2 separate regions of the Mus musculus genome follow, and region 1 is linked to region 2. A link is a contact called in public promoter capture Hi-C data. All regions are on one chromosome and are shown on one strand. The core of a region is the stretch at or near the end of the contact, and the rest is flanking DNA. Distances in the headings are between cores, read along the strand shown.

Evidence for each region. Promoter capture Hi-C pulls out the DNA fragments that hold promoters and counts their contacts.
Region 1: a contact with region 2 is called in a promoter capture Hi-C map of 3T3-L1-derived adipocytes, with 4 times the contacts expected there. The contact joins the promoter of Pram1 here to the promoter of Cyp4f40 in region 2. A contact is called at or near these places in 6 of 39 promoter capture datasets (the 3T3-L1 cell line, 3T3-L1-derived adipocytes, frontonasal cranial neural crest and 2 more).

Annotation. Positions count from the first base shown.
Region 1 is chr17:33,636,560-33,639,444 of GRCm38.p6, reverse strand. It overlaps Pram1 (PML-RAR alpha-regulated adaptor molecule 1), which reads right to left and starts at 1,389. Exons shown (of 10, transcript NM_001002842.2): 1 at 1,268-1,389. The coding sequence starts at 1,270.
Region 2 is chr17:32,657,569-32,660,468 of GRCm38.p6, reverse strand. Cyp4f40 (cytochrome P450, family 4, subfamily f, polypeptide 40) reads right to left here and starts at 1,583. Exons shown (of 13, transcript NM_001368735.1): 1 at 1,370-1,583; 2 at 786-984. The coding sequence starts at 983.

The DNA of each region.
Region 1 (2,885 bases), core at 140-2,639, 980 kb before region 2:
TGCTTTATAGTTGAGGATAACCTTCTGCCTCTGCCTCCCATGTGCTGAGATTACAGGTGTGTGCCACCATTAGTTTAGCTTGCTTGCTTGCTTTTCTTTTTCTCTTCTCTCTTCTCTCCTCTCCTCTTCTCTCTTCCTCTCCTCGCCCCCCTCTCTTTTTCTTTCCTTTCCCTTTCCCTTTTCCCTTTTTCCTTTTTCCTTTCCTTTCCTTTTTTTGTTTTTTGTTTATTTTAAGTCAGTTTCTCACTATGTAGCCCAGGCTGGGATTCAACAGTTCTACTGCTTCAGCCATCTGAGTGCTGGCATTACAGGTGTATACCACCATACCCATTTTGACTATAAATTGTTAAAATTTAGTTGGGGGGACTAGAGAGATTTCTCAGTAGGTAAAGTACTTGTCATGCAAGCCTGAGTTCTAGCTTCAGTACTCATACATAACAAAGTCAGGAGCAGTACCTGTCATCCTAGTTAGCTCTGGAGAGCTTAGGCCAGGAGGCCCTCTAGGGCTTGTTGGCTAGCCATTCTAACTAAGTTAACAAGCTCTACATACATCTATCTAAGATGTGGGTATTAGGTGTCATAGTCCCTGACATGTCTCATGAGGACCAGAAGGGAGGCTCCCCAAATGTACAGGCACTATATGATATGTTTAGAACATTTCTGGTGCTCTCAAGTCTGACCTGCTCTTTGCCATAGGTGCTGGTAGATATCCCCAGCCTATCTTCACCAAGGGTAAAAAAGATTGGAGGACAGAGAGGACAGAACCTTGTAAATCTATCTAGAGATGGACTCAGAAGGATCTCTGGGAAGGAAGCAATTCTTGCCTGGGGTCAGACATTTCTTTGTTGAAGCCCCAGTCTAAGTGAGTTGATGACCACAAGGGTAGATAAGGAAGGGTTTAGCAGAGCACAGCTTGGGTAACGGACTGGAGATGGGGACTGGTGTAGCAGGTGCGTGACCCATTTAATCACTTCACAGGAAACCTCTGCTTATATCCCAGCTGCTGACCTGGATTGAGGGTATATCATTCCAGGCAGACCCAACCAGCACCACACTGCCTTGCAGTCACAGATACAAAGCTGGTCCACAAGAGCTCAAGCTATTATGCCTTGGTTGTTTCTTATCTTTTCCTGTGCCATCTCATCCCCAAGACTGTTCTAGCTCTGTTCTGCTAGGTTACCCATGAGGGCATATTTACCAGTTCCCCAGTTTCTACTTGGGACCCTTGTTACCTGAATGAACTTCCAATGGGGGCTTGAGGACTCACCATGGCTTCAGGGGATGATGAACCACAGGGTGAATGAGCTCTGAGCTTAGGCTTCTGCCTTGAGGAAGTTAAGTGTGGTTTCTGCTCCACGGGCTGACACACCAAGTCGGAGCTGTTGGGCTGGGGAGGGCAGAGGAGGAAGGAGGCGGAGATAGCCTTTCTGTCCCCTCCTTGAGTTCCTGCCTGTCCACTACTGTCCCCAAAGTCAGGTCATTAGACCTAAGCACATCTATAAAGCACAAGTTTCCTAGCTCCTACTAGCCTCTTGATTCCCTATTGTCCCCCTTAGTTTTAACACTTTGGGGTCCTGACAAGCTTTGTCTCTGAAGAGGCAAGCTTAGGACAAACTCAGGACAGTCACAGCACCTTAGTGGGGATTTTATGGCTTTCTCTGGGTCTTAAGACGTCTCTAAAGAGGTAGACCTAGGATATGGCTGTTGCAATGGTGAGGACATATCTGTCCTCCTGTATTGCTTCATCTACCTTGTTTCACCATTTGTACTCTCAACAGGACTTCCCTGTTAAGGTGACAAATGCCCCATCAGCCAGGGCTATGCACCCAAAGCATCATCAACTGGGATAAGCAGACTTATGGGTGGGTGGCATTAAAAGATGTCTAAGTCCTGGGCTGAAGGGACATCACTGTTGCTGTGAAGGTATGGGGTTTTAGGACCTCTCAAGTTCACAGTGGTTAAAGGAAGCAGAGAGAGGAGAAACAAGAAAACTGGATTGCAGGAAAATGAAGCCCAAAGTGGGACAAAGGTAGATATAGGAAAGGAGAGCCCTGACACGTGATTCAGTCCACAGGAACAAAGAACACTCAGCAGGGTTCAGAGGTATGATTCTCAGTTTGGGAACAGAATAGAATTCTTTGAGCTGTTAAAAAAATATCTTCCAGAGATTCTGATGTCACCAGTCTGGGATGTGGTCCAAGGAGGAGGACTACTTACACCCTAGCAGGATGGTTCTGGTGTATAGATGAGTGTACATGTGTCTATGTCCCTGGAGTCACAAAGTACATGCTCTAAGCAACTGGCGTAGTGGTGCATACTTGTAATCCCAGCAGAAGCAGGAAGTTCACTACATTTCCAAGGTTAGCCTAATCTACATAGTGAATTTCAGGCCAGCCAGCACTACATAATGAGACCCTGACTCAGAAACGTAACCAAAAAAGTACATGTTCTACCCAGGTATAGTGGCACACATCCGTAATCCTCGCATGTGGGAGAAGAGGATATTAAGTGCATGACCATCCCCCGGCTGGAAAGTTGAGACCCTGTGAAGGAAGATAACATAAACTAAATCCAAAGTTTGTAGCTCTGTTGGTAGTGTACTTATATAGCATGTACAAAGCCTTAAATCTGATTTCTAGAATCTCATAAAACAGCACTTGGGAGTTAAAAGCAGGAGGATTGGAAAGTCTGGTAGTTTAAGGCTATTGTTGCAGTGCCTTGTAAAAATACAATGAAGCCGGGCAGTGGTGGCGCACGCCTTTAATTCCAGCACTTGGGAGGCAGAGGCAGGCGGATTTCGAGTTCGAGGCCAGCCTGGTCTACAAAGTGAGTTCCAGGACAGCCAAGGCTACACAGAGAAACCCTGTCTCGAGTAAAAGAAAAAA
Region 2 (2,900 bases), core at 334-2,833:
CCCAACAAGCAACCACCACCCACAAGGACTTGCATGCATGCTGTGAGATCTGAGAACTGTGAATGAAGCAATCAAGACCAAGTTAACCAAAGGAGAGAACGGTCCTATGTTACAGTCCAAATGCTGTGTAATTGTTAGGATCAAGGAAGATCACCAAAAGATGAGGCTTCTAGTCTAATCCAGGTTGTGCAGCAGACCTCAGTGATTAATCTTAGTAGAAAAGAGCAGTCTAAGCAAGATATGATTCAGGAAAGTGAAGCAAGGAGTCAGAAAAGAACTCGCCAGGGGCACAGGTGTGCTGGAGGTGTATGAGAAGGGCATAAAAATCCCTTCTGGAATAAAGCAGAAACCCAAAGATAGACTAGCAGAAAGAAATGGACCAGACAGGAAGCTGACTCTAAACCAGAACCCTTCAGGAGGCCTAAGCAGCAGAATGAATGTGAGGGGTCTTGGATCTATGAAGCCCATTCTGGGAGCCCTTCAGTGTGTACCAGAAACAGCAAAAGAGGCTAGAAATCAACCCAGAGTAGACTGGGAATAGAAAAACAGAAATCTGAAAAGAGTTTGAAATGTAGCACCCAAAGACCCTAACCCATTCTATCCTCAATTCCCATATCCATGAGGATCTCTGCACCCTCGCACCCCAGCCCCTAGCCCACCTAATCCCCGACTTTCTGTCCATATACCTCATACCCACATCCCGGGACATCCTTCTAACAAACTCCTTGACCACTGGGAGGTCCCTGCACCCTCATAATCCAGACTCATCCTGTTAACATACTCACCATGCCCAGGTGACCCCAAAACCAATTCTTCTTGGGTGGCTGAGGGAAACCACAGAGACGTTGACACTTTGCATACAAAGTGTATAGCTGCGTGAGGAACCGGGCCAAGAACCAGGAAATCCCAACCAAGAAAAAGAGTAGCCACGGTGAGGCTGACATGGGCCCCAGTCCTAGCCAGGATAAGTCCAGATATCGCATCCTATGAGATAGATGGTAGAATGTGAGTTCCTGAACCTCAGGGAATTGACAAGGGCACCCTGTAACAACGGACAGCGTGGGGACTATGGACCCCGATGTCAAATCAGGTGGTAGTGGAAACCCAATGTAGGAGAGAGGCAGTGAGATGAGGTATAAAGAGCAGAACAAGAGGCAGATGACAGAAATAAGAATATGAAGAGTGTCCCAAACTGCATGCATGAGACCAAGCTTTCCTGGAGTTGTTACCCAGAAACCACAGTGTCTCCAGGACAAGCTTGATCACTGTGATCATCCTGCTTCTGGCTCCCCAACACCACACCAGACATGATCAGGGCTCTCTCAAACCAGGATAGTACCCTGGAGCTCCACTTTCCCTAGCTTGGCACCTTCTCTCAGGAGTGGCGATTCTTCTGCAGCACCTCAATCTCTTTCTTCTGGGGCCTCTTTGGATAAGTGCCTAAAGGAAGCAATGGAAGGCTGGGCTCATGTGTGCCAGCCAAACCTTCCCAGATCTGACAGTTTCCTCCTGGCCTGGGCATGAGGCCAAGAAAGGAGGTTTAGTAAGCCAGCTGCACAGTGAAACCAAGTCAGGGTCACACTGAGCATGGAAAAGAGATCCTCAGGACTTAACTCCTCCCACATGAGGGAGGAGATAAGACTGGTATGGCCAAAGGCGACATTGAACCCCACCTTTATTGCCCCTCCTGCCCTTCCAAAGACAAGATATATTGTGTTTTTAAAAATCATTAACTTGGGACTTCAGGTTCCAGGAGACCAAGGCCAGGCATATCCCTAAATTTCTCTAGAGCTTCTATGCAAGTTTGTATGGGTGGAAGGCCTGTAGGATTTCTTGGTGCAGAACTGGGAGACTCTTGAATTTCTGTCTAGCTGCAGTCAGGCAGCAGTCAAACCCTACCTCCATGCAACACCGGGTCTTAGTAGACATGTTTCTTTAAGAAGCTGTTCAACAAGTGATTTCCCAGGTCAGATTCCAGGGATCAATAGCCCAGCTAGAAGAACACAGCTAGGGCTGGGCTGGGCTGGGCTGGGCTGGGCTGGGCTGGGCTGGGCTGGGCTGGGCTGGGCTAGGATATGGAGTGAGGAGGGAAGGTATGTGAGAGCAAGGCTAAGATGGGCTAGCAGCAGATGGGATCCAGGCAGAACAGGTCAGGGCCCTTCTTGTTCTTCTGTGAAAAATGGACAGCATTTAAAATAATGTTTACTATTCTGTACATTGGTTATTATACATTTTTTAAAAAGCTGTATATCATCAACCTTGGTGCCTAGTAAAAGACCACATGTCTGCTTGTGAGACATCAATGTACTTTAGTATGAAGATGCACATGCAGACCATGCCTTTCCTATTTGACCAGCTGTGGCCAGCACTTAGACTGTGCTTTCCATTACTTTTGTGAAAGAATGAAGACATAACCAGGCAGAGGTAAGAGTCTTAGTTCCTTTGCTACACATCAGGAATATGCTAACTTCAACCATCCCTTGTGCATCCCCTAACCCTCAGCAGCCTTTAATGAAAGCTCAGGCTTGGCATCAGAGAGCCCCAGACAAAGTGAGGCTCTGCCATTCACCAGTCCTATGACCTTGAGCAACTGAGCTGACCATCTGGGCCTCACACTCCTCAACAACGTGGCCATGAAGAGGTGAGGATGCTGGAGCTTGCTGACATGTGTTTTATTTTGTGTTCCCCAGAGGTCAAACTCTTCTTTTGGAGGTGACCCTAAGACTCAACTCTCAACTGCCATGCATCTCTTTGGAAGGCAATCCCAAGAAACAACAGCAGCACTGTGAAGAACTGGAATGGGAAGAGGAGACAGGAGTCAAAAGCTGCTTGCTGAGGGAGGTGTGCACCATGATCGTTGGGGCTCAGCTTGATGGAAGATGGGGCTCTTGGAGACACAG